3 separate regions of the Mus musculus genome follow, and regions 1 and 3 are each linked to region 2. Evidence: chromatin contacts called from public ChIA-PET and promoter capture Hi-C data. All regions are on one chromosome and are shown on one strand. The core of a region is the stretch at or near the end of the contact, and the rest is flanking DNA. Distances in the headings are between cores, read along the strand shown. Region 1 holds the start of Ddi2 (DNA-damage inducible protein 2). Region 2 holds the start of Cplane2 (ciliogenesis and planar polarity effector 2). Region 3 holds the start of Tmem82 (transmembrane protein 82).

Region 1 (3,783 bases), core at 687-3,186, 510 kb before region 2:
CACCAGCACTATCCATACTTGTGCTCAGACAAACATGCAGCCAATACACACATACATATAACAGGGTTTCTCTCTGTAGACCAGACTTCCCTGGAACTCATAGAGATCCACCTGCCTCTGCCTCCTCTCAAGTGCTGGGGTTAAAGATGTGCACCGCCACTGCCTGGTTTACAGTTTTAAATTTCTAAAGGAACAATTCATGCCACAATAAACATCTTGGTGCCCACTAACTGTGGAGACGCAATCACAGTGGGGTGATTGGAGTTCACATCCTGTGGGGCATCTGGCATCCTCACAAACCTTACTTAAGTTTCCTAACTCCATTTTGAAAGGCTCTCTAGCTGACATTTTCATTGCAATTTTCTTTTCGTTTGGCACAGCAGCTGGGCTTTCTGTCACGGATGCTTGATTTCAGCCCTGTCCTGTGGTCCCAGCGTCTCCACTTCTGTTTTTGTAAAAGTCTTGCGCCTATGTATTCTGTCTTTTCTGCAAAGTGAAGTTCTTGCAGCATCCACAGCCACCCTGCTTCCCATTTCCTTCCTGTTCTGCTGGAGGAGGCTCCTCGCTCCACGGAGCCAGGAGTGGAAATCCTTGTGCTTGTAGTGATCCTGCAGTCTCTGCTCCTGGATGATGGTGAAATGAACCAATTCAAGACAGATTAGCTCGTCGTAAATGCGGGTTTGTTGGGTTGGGAAGCTTCTGTCAGGAGGACGAATTCACTGGTCCCAAGGAAGGAGAGGAAGGAAGCCATATTAGTCGCCATGGGAAGGGAAAGGAGAAGAGGGAAAAGAAAGAAAGAAAGAAAGAAAGAAAGAAAGAAAGAAAGAAAGAAAGAAAGAGAGAAAGAGAGAAAGAAAGAAAGAGAATGGGGGTGGGGGGGAGAGAGAGACCAATGATATCATATATGATATGATATCTGTATTAAATGCAGAAGAGTCTCTGGGGGAAGGGCAGCTGAGTCCCTGCCAGGTAGGGACAGAGGGATGTCAGGAGAACCTTGAGCCTTTGATTTGTACAATGCATACCTCAGCCCCTAATCCAGGACTGGAAACCAAACACTCCTGAGTGCTGGGATTACAAATGTGGACCACCCTAGTGGGCCCGGGAGATGTTTTCGGATTTTTACCATTCTTGGTATCTACATCTTCTTATGAATTGAGTGGCCACTAAAATAACGACTGTTTCCCAAGTACTGTCTTTTTGTCCTGCTGAGGTTGAGCTTGGTCCTGGTAGGCAAGATGTCAACAAGGTATTTTATCTATACCATTAAAGTAAATTGTTCAGACTGGAACACTTATGATCCAGGCAGGCTTGGAATTTGCCAGCCTTCTGTTCACCCTCCTGAGTAGCTGGGATTACAGGTTTGCGCTACCAGTCCCAGTATACGGAGTAAATTCTAAACCGTACCCAGTAAACGTCCAGTGCTGGATGCAGTCTGAGAGTGAGTTAACTAAGAACTGTGCTGTGTGTGTGTGGCTGCCAGCGCAGCCATGCCAGCCCGCAGGCTGGGATGGGCCTCGAGCACAGCAAAGGATCTGGATTTTCGTCCTACATTCATTACCAAGTCGAAACCGAGTTAATATTACTGAAATGACAACTTCCATTACGAAAACTCTGTTTTAGAAAGATGTGCTTAATTTGTCTTTCAACCATTTTTATGCACACGCCATTCGCACAGTAGGTCCCCGTTGGATGACTAACTGGGACTGGGATCCTGGAATACTCCGGAGCTCAAGCATTAAATCGTGGGGTTCCCCCACCCCGCATCCCCATTCCTCCCTCCAGTCTCCCCAGCCCCGCCCTGCCCCACAGCCTAGCGTCGCGAAGGCTGCCGGCAGCCTGGCGCGCTTTACGGCCGTGGCGTTGCGACGGGGCGGGGCGCCGGGCGGGCGGCCCGCGAGCTTGACGGCAGCGGTGGGAGGCAGGCCGGCAGGCAGGCAGACGGCGTCGCAGGCGGGTGGCGGCGGCCGCGCTGGCTGCCGAGGGCGGGAGCGAGTGAGTCATTGCGCGCGTGTGAGGGAGGAAAGGAGCGAGCGAGCGAGCGAGCGAGCAGCCCGCGCCCGTCGCCCTCCCGCCGCTGCCGCCAGGTCTCCCCAGCCGCCGACTGCCTTCCGCCCAGCGCCCAGGCCGGGCCGAGTCGAGCCGGGTCGGGCCCGGGCCATGCTGCTCACCGTGTACTGTGTGCGGAGGGACCTCTCCGAGGTGACCTTTTCCCTCCAGGTCGACGCCGACTTCGAGCTGCACAACTTCCGCGCGCTGTGCGAGCTCGAGTCCGGCATCCCCGCCGCCGAGAGCCAGGTACGCCGGGGTGCGGCAGCGAGCGGGGGCCTCCGGCCGCTGTGGCCGGGGGCGGGGGGAGCTGGGGGCCGGCGGGGGCCGAGTCCTGCAGCCGCCCGTGGATGCACCCACTGCAGCTAGAGGGGCACGTGCGCGGGCGGGCAGCCCTCCCCACCTTCTGGCCTTCGGGAGCCTGGGTCCTCATCCGGGATCTCCTGACTTTCCGACCAGAAATACCAGTTTGGATCACTGGGAGAACGACGCCTGCCTGGGGTTCGCTTATTTGGACCGCTCCAATATGCGCAGTTTACTACCTGGGAGAATGCAGATTTGCGGTTGAAAGTGAGGGGAAAAAGTTTGAGACTCACTCTGCCATTGACGTCTCTGGAAATGCATACATTTTTGGTTAATTTATTATATATGTATACACACACACACATATATATATGTCATATATTAATTAAAGTAATGGTTAGGTTAACTCAGTCTGTCTGCTTCTCTCAGGCCAAAGCCCTCCTCCTTTCTGGGCCCAGTTTAGTTGGGTCAGTTCAAAGCTCAGTGCTTTCGAAGGATATTAGCTTGAAAATGGCCTACTGTCTGAAGACCCCCGAGGGATTCGGCGGCCAGGAGTTCAGCCTTCTCATGTTTTAACAAGAAAATATATTCTCAAAATGCTTTGGTGTCCTTAGTAGACTTCATCAAACAATAGGTGGACTATTTTGTAACCTTTGCACTAAATCCCTTAAGATTCTAACCAAAGTGGCCCCCGCTGGGTGTAGTCTAAACACCAGAAAATTATAGACAGCTCCCAAGGCCCCAGAATGTAAATCTTGATTTCCTTCTGCAATTATGAAATAGTTCCAAAAACTGTTGCCCAACGACTGCCTGTTCTGTCCTGACTTACGGTAAACTCTGCGTGTCAATATTGTGTTCAGAAGTACCATTCCTTCACACAATGTGAACTTTAGAACCTTGGCATGCAGCTCTTTCTGGAAGGATCTATTTTAGGGAAGGAGGTGTCACTCACATACGCGGTCTGGCAAAAGTTGGGAATAAACAGTTCCCCCAATTTCCACAGAAAAATTAACCCACAAAAACCTAGGACCCCATTCCTGTTGGTCAGCCTCCTCATACAGGTAGCAGGGGCAAGCTAGGACCAGGGAGTTTGGGGGGCTGGGGGAGATTTGACTTTTTAGAGGATTGATTAATTGCTGGTTGTTGTTTGTTTTGTTTTTAAGGCAGGTCTCACTATATAAAACACTGGCTCCCATCTACACTCAGAGATCCCTGTTGACTTTGCCTCCCAAATGTTTGGAGTTAAGGCCTGAGCCATCACAACCAGCTGCTTTTGGTTTTTGTTTGTTTGCTTTGGTTTTTTTTGTTGTTGTTGTTGGGTTTTTTGTTGTTGTTGTTGTTTTTGAGACAAGGTCTCAACTGTGGGGTCAAGGCTAGTCTCAGACAGCAGCCCTCCTGCTTCAGGCTCCTGTACAGCTGGGATTACAAGAA
Region 2 (3,547 bases), core at 479-2,978:
GTGTTGGTATTAAAGACATGTGCCACCACTTTCTGGTGTGATTTTTTTAAAAGATTTATTTATTATATATACTGTGTTCTCCCTGCATGTATGCCTGCACACCAGAAGAGAGGACTAGATCCCATTACAGATGGTTGTGAGCCACCATGTGGATGGTGGGAATTGAACTCAGGACCTCTGGAAGAGCAGTCAGTGCTCTTAACCACTGAGCCATCTGTCCAACCCCAATACTGTTACTATTCAATCTGGCTTTCTTATACATAAAAATATATCTTAGGCCAGGCAGTGGTGGCGCACACCTTTAATCCCAGCACTTGGGAGGCAGAGGCAGGTGGATTTCTGAGTTCCAGGCCAGCCTGGTCTACTGAGTGAGTTCCAGGACAGCCAGGGCTATACAGAAAAACCCTGTTTCGGAAAAAAATTAAATTAATTAAAAAAATATATATATATATTACAATTTCTTCTTTAATAGGGAAATATAAGCAAAAATATTTACAGCTACTACAAATAAATCCCCAAACCAACTCATTGGGATCTTTATGAGTTCTTAAAACTGCACAGCAGGAGCTGGAGAGATGGCTCAGCACAGGCTGCTCTTCCAGAGTTCAATTCTCAGCACCTACATGGATGGTGTCTCACACTGTTTCCTCTTCTGGTCTGCAGACATTCATGCAGACAGAGCCCTCATATACATAAAATAAATAAATAGAAAGTTGAATAGGCAGGACATGGTGTGGTGATGCGTGACTTTGATCCCAGCACTTAGAAGATAGAGGCCAGGTGGATCTCTGTGAGTTTGAGGTCAGCCTGGTCTACATAACCAGTACTGGATACACAACAATGAATACTGGCAACATAGTGAAACGCTTTCTGAAACAAGGTTGCAAGGTTGCTGTGCAAAGTGCCCAGCAGAGGGCATGACCCCAAGTGAGGGCTCAGTCAACAGCATCTCTGGTGACAGTTGCTGTTGGCAGGCATGGGCTGTTTCCAGGTTCCTGGCTCTGTTGGTGGAATTAGCTTTAAGGAGATTTGGGGAAGGGGGCCTGAGACTAGAGGCTAGAGGCGGCACCCAGGAGACCTCGATGGTCAGAAGTGCTGTGGGGCAGGTTCCACAGATCTGTTCCTGCCGCCCCAGGGAGTGTCAAGAGTGTACTAGTGGCACGTGGTGAGGTCTGGGGGACGGGGGTGGGGTGAGGTGGGGTGCCGCTTACCAAACTCCCGCCGGCGATTCTTGCGCAGGATGCAGGCTAAGTACTCCTTACCCTCGACCGTCTCATGCCAGTCTGGGACAATCACCGAACCGTGCATGGGAGGTCTGGCCATGCTTGAGTACGCCAGTAAGGTAAGGATGTGTCCGAATACTGGGAGTAGAAGTGGAGAGAGGGCCAACCATTATCGCAAGGCGACTCCGAGGTCCTTAATCTCTCTCTGGCTTTCCTTTGGAACCTGGATCCCCATCCCGAAGGTGCATTTCTATAGCCCCATCCTTCTACATTGCTCTCTGGGGAACTAACCCATCCTTGTCCTGGGAAGGTATTTCCACAAGTCCCCTCTGCCTTATCTCCTTCCGAGCCCCACTTCGCCTCTACCCCCTCAATTCCGACTCCCGGGACCACCAACCTTCACAGTCCCCGCCAGCAGGGTGACGATTTAAAAGCCCGCCCTTCTTTTCTGTCCTGCCAGCAGAGCCTGCTTCCGTCAGGTCAAGACGCTGACCACGAAGCGCATGCGCAGAAATGTTGCCATGGCGACGCAGGCGGAGGCGGGGCTCCTGAATTCCGGCGGGTCTTTGTAGGTTTTGCAAGGTCTGCAGCTCCTTCCCTAAGCAGGATCTTTCTTATTCGACTTTACCAATGTGAGCTCATATTTTCCTATCAAACATGATCATCTCCCCCAGAAAGGAGGCTTCATCAGTTTTCTGAGCCTCTTAAGTTTCCTTTTCTACAAAATGGATATTATTTCCTTTCTTTTTTTTCTTTCCCTTTCTCCTCCTCTTCTTCTACCTCCTCCTCTTCCTCCTCCTCTTCCTGCTCCTCCTCCTCTCTTTTCTCATCCCTCTCCTCCTCCTCCTCCTCCTCCTCCTCCTTCTCCTCCTCTTCCTCCTCCTCGAGACAGGGTTTCTCTGTATAGTAGCCTTTACTGTCCTTAAACACTCTCTGTAGATCAGGCTATCCTTGAATTCACAGAAACTCCCCTGCCTCTTAGTGCTGGGATTAAAGGCATGTGCTACCATGTCTGGCCATTTATTTATTTACCTTCACAGGGTTCTTTACAACCATGCTGGGCAGCAAAGCTCAGCAGGTTTAGTTCTTACGCTCCTGTTATTAACATCACAGCTCCATCAACCCTGCCCAGCAGGTCCAGAGTCAAATACCTCTGGATTGAGGCTTCAAGGGGCTTTGTAAGAGGTCTGAATAAAGAGCCATTTGTCTACTAATTGATTTATTCATTCTTGTCATTCAACAATGACCAAGCCCCAACTGTGTGCCCAGCATCTGGTTGGTGCTGGGAAGCAAGGGTGAGCCAGAAGTCCTGCCCTCGGACTGGATGCTCCGGCCCGGACCTGTGAGCAACCCCAAAGATGGCAGCTCAGGAAATGCCTGTGAGCTGCACAAGATGAGCGGGTGTTTGAGACACTCTGAGTGACGTCTGTCATCTTCACCAGCATCTCGAGCAGCGTCTTCAAGGAGGGCCAGCCACTGCTTTGCAAGGAATGAGTTAAGTAGACTCCGTGAGGGCCGCTTGCCCTGGAGTCTGTGGACACTCATCTCTATATAAACAGCTTCATGTCTTTGCTACTCCAGATGAGGTAGCTGGAACACACCTCGTCAGTGGAAAAACAGACTCAGAAGCCTGGGTTACCTGACTCTAAAAACATGTTATCTATCCGGCCAGACTGGGTTCTGGGTTTTCAAGACTTCACCCTCGGCACCTAGGAGTGCTAGTGAAGTCAATAGCAGCAAGGAGGTCACAGACCCACGGAGGCAGACGGAGGTGGGCAAGGGAGGAGGGTGCAAGAGAGGGTGCTTCGGTCCCTGCCTTACGAGGCAGCAAGGCTGTGCAAGAGGAAACCATTTCTACTGGAGTCTGTGGCTGGACGGAACCCATTGCACATGCTCCTGAGATGAGGCCCTTTCTGTAGTGGCAGAGATCTGTCAATCACAGACCAGAAAGATTTAGATCTGAGTCGTCTTTGGGCTTCTAGACTTCATACCCAGCCTCGCCAAGGTCTGGTTTGAATCTTGGAAATCTCTAAATGAATCTGCACATTTAATGCTTGCACTGTAATGCTCTGATAGCACTGCATAGACTGGGGGCTCAAACAACGGACAAGTGTTTCCGTGGAGGCTGGAATAACCGACCTCACTGCCGGGTTGGTTTCTGCCACTGCCTTCTCCATGTGTAACAACAACATGGCCTCTTCTCTGCTCGGTCCTCTGCTGCTATTTCCTATTTTTGGAGACAAGCTCTCACTGTGTACTCTAGATTGGCCTGGGGAACTCCTGGTCCTTTTGCCTCAGCCTCTTGGGTGCTAGAATTACAAGTG
Region 3 (3,823 bases), core at 737-3,236, 400 kb before region 2:
CCCTCTCCCCATGTTTATCCCCAGGGCCAGCTGTATGGGGGCCTCGCTGATTGCCTGGTGAAGACCTGTCAACAGGAGGGACCCCTGGCACTCTACAAAGGCCTAGGCCCTGCCTATCTGCGCTTGGGTCCCCACACCATCCTTAGCATGTTCTTCTGGGATGAGCTTCGGAAACTGGTTGCGAGGGCCCAGCACCAGGGCACCTAGACTCAACCCTCATCCCACCACCAAGCCTGCCATCTGGTAGAGGTGATGGCCTGTCAGTGTAAGACTGGCTGCCCAGAGCTAGCTTGAGTCAGGCCCTGCCACAAGCCAGGAGGAGAAGGCAAGGAACAATGGACAACTGGGATCCATTGAGCCCCAGGACCAGTGTGCCCCATGTCACCACCTCTTTATTTCCCTTCTCTCCCCTGGGTTACCATGCCTTAGCTCATGGCCACAGCAATGCCTACATTTAAAGATTCCCATTAGGGGAGCCACTCAGCTGCACTGGCTCCTCAGTCCTCCACCCACTGTGTGACCACATGAGCCTCTCTCAGCATGGGGAAACTGAGGCTGAGGGGAGCCATGTCTCTGGCTGGAGCCACATATGTTTGCCATGACAGAGCCAGGACTGGAGTTCAACTCTGCCTACCCCCATACCATGCTCTCAACGAAGACAAGGCTACATCAGGACTACTGGGCTTCGTGTCCCTCAGAGGCCACTGCATGTGAGACCCTTGTGCCACCAGGGAGTCCTTGGTGTCCCCAGAGTCTGGTTGGCCAAAGCTAGTTATCAAACCAAGTTCTGAAGCTGCCTCAATGGCTTAGCAAAACAAACAACCCTGTTTTCCTACCTTCTGAAGCTGGAAGCGCAGGAAGGTATTGGCGGTGTTGGCGTCTCTCTTTTATTTCAGTTATCTGTGGTGCTGTGGTAGAGCCAGGGCCTGGGCATGCTGGTCACGTGATCTGCCCGTGGTCCACACCACAGCCCAAGGCTGACTTCTCCTGAGACCTCTTTCCTTGACTTTAAAATGAGCAGCTTCCTTTGGTCTTCTCTGAATCTGAGTAAAATCAGCTTTCCTCAGGCTGGGGACATAGATCAGTCGGCAGACTGCCCACCTGATGCCCACGAGGCCCCCCAGGATCCAAATGAACTGGGCATGATGGCCCCTGCCTGTATTCTCAGCCCTGGGGAGGCAGAGGCAGGAGGATCTGGAGTTCGGAGTCATCCTCGGCTCCATAGCAAGTCTGAGGTCAGCCTGGATTCCATGAGAGCCAGAGAGGAGAGAGAGGGAGAGGAGGGGAGAAGGGGGTTGGGGAGGGAGGAAAGGGAGGAAGAGGAGGAGGAGGAAGAGGAGGAGGAGGAGGACAGGGAGATGGAGACCCAGTTCTGTTGAATAGGACCCACACAGGGACTGCATATTACCGAGGGAGCTACCACGGCCTCCCTCTACAGTCCCTGAGGGGCTGGATTAGGGCGTCAGCAGCAGTCTTAGAGCGCTTGAGTCCAGGCTTCCTGTTTGTGTACGTCCGGGGGAGCTCAGGCCTAGGAAAGAGGGTGCCTGTCCATGTGGGTCACGGAGCAGAGCCACTGCAGGGCCAACGACACACTCCGAGCCCTCTCTCCAGACTGCAGGCACGCTCCACCACAGGGACAGGTGTGTAAGGCACCCAGTGGCCTTTCTCCTATGAAAGTGGACACTCGCTCTTGGCCAGGTAGCCTCAACCACCTTCCCCAACCACTTCCCAAGTGAGAAAAATTACTCCAGATGAACACTCCTGAACACTCCAATAAAGTTTTATATTTTGTAAACTTTGGCAATTGCCCTCTGCTTCCCTGTCCCTGCCCCGCCCCGCCCCGCCCCAAACCCTCAATCTCAAGCCTTTTATTTCTAGGAAGGACCCAAAAAGCAGTGCCCGCCCGCCCAGGTGAAGCCTGCCACCTAGTGGACGGAAGGAGAACAGTATGACCCCAAGAAAGACTGCGCTCAACCGGAGTCTTTTTTTTTTTTTTTTTTTTTTCGAGACAGGGTTTCTTTGTGTAGCCCTGGCTATCCTGGAACTCACTCTGTAGACCAGGCTGGCCTCGAACTCAGAAATCCGCCTGCCTCTGCCTCCCGAGTGCTGGGATTAAAGGTGTGCGCCACCACGCCCAGCTTCAACCTAAGTCTTAAGGGGATTCCAAACCCTTCTTTCCCTGTGGCTTGTAGAAGCTAAACTACTAATTTTCAGAAGCCCGAAGAGACAGAGCGCTGCGGGGAGCAGCTCTGCTTTGGGAACTTGAGAGGGCCAAGTCACACTTCAGGTTGAGTGCGGGCCACACCTGAGAGGGGGAAGGCCAGGTGAGCTGGCCGAAGAGGGACTTCCGGAAGGCATGGTGGCCTTGAAGTCTAGCGGGGACAGACCAGAACCAGTTAACTGCTTTGCCCTTGAGACCTGAATGGGAAGCCACCAGCAGCTGCGAGCTGACAGTGCCACTGAATCCAGCAACCTGGAAGATCTAAGGCAGCTGTCTCCCCGGCCCCGCCCCCAGGCCTTTGACCCTTTCCTAGTCCCTCCCCTGTCCTCTAGAGACACCTTTGACCAGTGATATCATTGGGTTTGTCCCAGCGCGGACCCGGTCGGAGGCTGAGGGTTCCTGGAGGCTGCCATGTTCTCCCTGCCTTCCCTCTCCTCCTGGCTCCCCAGCCTCCCTTCCTTTGAGTGGGGTTCCAGTCTCTTCGACAGCCTTCTGCAAGGTGAGCGCCTCTGGGATGCACACCTGCCCCTCCCCGCCACGTCCCTCCCGCGGGTGGGCGGAGTGCAAGGTGGGCCCCACATCCACGTGGGGGTCTCGGCTCCTGGCTGCCCCCTGAGCTCACCCTGCCTCCTCCCCGACAACACTAACGCCCCCCCCCCTTCACCCTCTCCTTTGTCTGGCTCAGGCTTGATCGGGGCCCTTGGAGTCTCGGTTCTCAACAGTCTCCTGAAAGTTTATTTCTTCGTGGCCTGTGTCAAGTGAGTGTCCACGTCGGTCCCACCCACCTTGCCCAGGCAGTTGGTCCCTGAGCGGAGTCTGGTCTCTCTTGGAGAGAGCCGAGAGAGTTGAGCTGGAGCCCTGGCAACTCTCCCACGGGACAGGACCCCGTGATCCTGTCTTTCAGCCGGCACCCATTCTGCCCCCACAGTGACCCCCAGCGGCAGCCCCAAAAGCAGCGGCTGAGCGCGCAATGGGCCTCGTTGGAGATGCTGCATCTGGCTGGTCTGACCCTGTTCCTGACCTTGATAGGGTCCCGGGTAGCCGCCCTCGTCGTCTTGGAGTTCTCGCTCCGGGCTGTGTCCACTCTGCTGTCTCTGGGCAAGGTGAGACGACAGCGTGGGGCCACTCTGGGCCACTTTCATCCTCTGGATTGGGAAATAGAGCCTAGTGACCCCACCCCCACTTTCAGATGGAAACCATAGATTTTAGTTTGTTGCCTGGCAGTACGAGACAGACCCAACACACACACACACACACACACACACACACACACACACACACACACACAATCACACCCGTGTAAATGTCGGTTCTGTGAGCTGGGAGTGTGGATCAGTTGGTAGAGTGCTTGCCTGGCATGCTCACACAAAGCCCTGGATTTGATCCCCTGCACCGTGTAAACCCAGGCCTGGTGACAACCTTGCCTGAAGGATGAGAAGTTCAGGGCCATCCTTGACTATTGGGTCTGGGGCTAGCCTGGAACACATGAGATCCAAAAACAAAAGGCTTGTTCTGCTGAGCTTTTTGACCGGCCCTGGCTAAGTTCCTTTGAGGGCTTTGGCCCATTTTGTCCGGACAGCTGTAATAATTAAGGGTCTTCTT

The links. ChIA-PET counts read pairs in DNA pulled down with a chosen protein or histone mark. Capture Hi-C pulls out chosen DNA fragments and counts their contacts.
Region 1: a promoter capture Hi-C map of liver shows a contact between it and region 2. The contact joins the promoter of Ddi2 here to the promoter of Cplane2 in region 2. A contact is called at or near these places in 1 of 484 Hi-C or Micro-C datasets (LSK cells), 3 of 115 datasets of contacts at active chromatin or transcription factors (effector CD8 T cells, memory CD8 T cells and pancreatic cancer cells) and 1 of 9 other capture datasets (liver).
Region 3: a contact with region 2 is called in an RNA polymerase II ChIA-PET map of memory CD8 T cells, with 6 read pairs. The contact joins the promoter of Tmem82 here to the promoter of Cplane2 in region 2. A contact is called at or near these places in 2 of 115 datasets of contacts at active chromatin or transcription factors (memory CD8 T cells and neural tube).

The regions. Positions count from the first base shown.
Region 1 is chr4:141,721,572-141,725,354 of GRCm38.p6, reverse strand. It overlaps Ddi2 (DNA-damage inducible protein 2), which reads left to right and starts at 1,936. Exons shown (of 10, transcript NM_001017966.2): 1 at 1,936-2,298. The coding sequence starts at 2,161.
Region 2 is chr4:141,212,137-141,215,683 of GRCm38.p6, reverse strand. It overlaps Cplane2 (ciliogenesis and planar polarity effector 2), which reads right to left and starts at 1,728. Exons shown (of 6, transcript NM_001081174.2): 1 at 1,621-1,728; 2 at 1,212-1,361. The coding sequence starts at 1,323.
Region 3 is chr4:141,616,796-141,620,618 of GRCm38.p6, reverse strand. It overlaps Tmem82 (transmembrane protein 82), which reads left to right and starts at 1,986. Exons shown (of 6, transcript NM_145987.2): 1 at 1,986-2,720; 2 at 2,907-2,979; 3 at 3,150-3,324. The coding sequence starts at 2,633. It overlaps Slc25a34 (solute carrier family 25, member 34), which reads left to right. Exons shown (of 5, transcript NM_001013780.1): 5 at 25-1,795. The coding sequence ends at 207.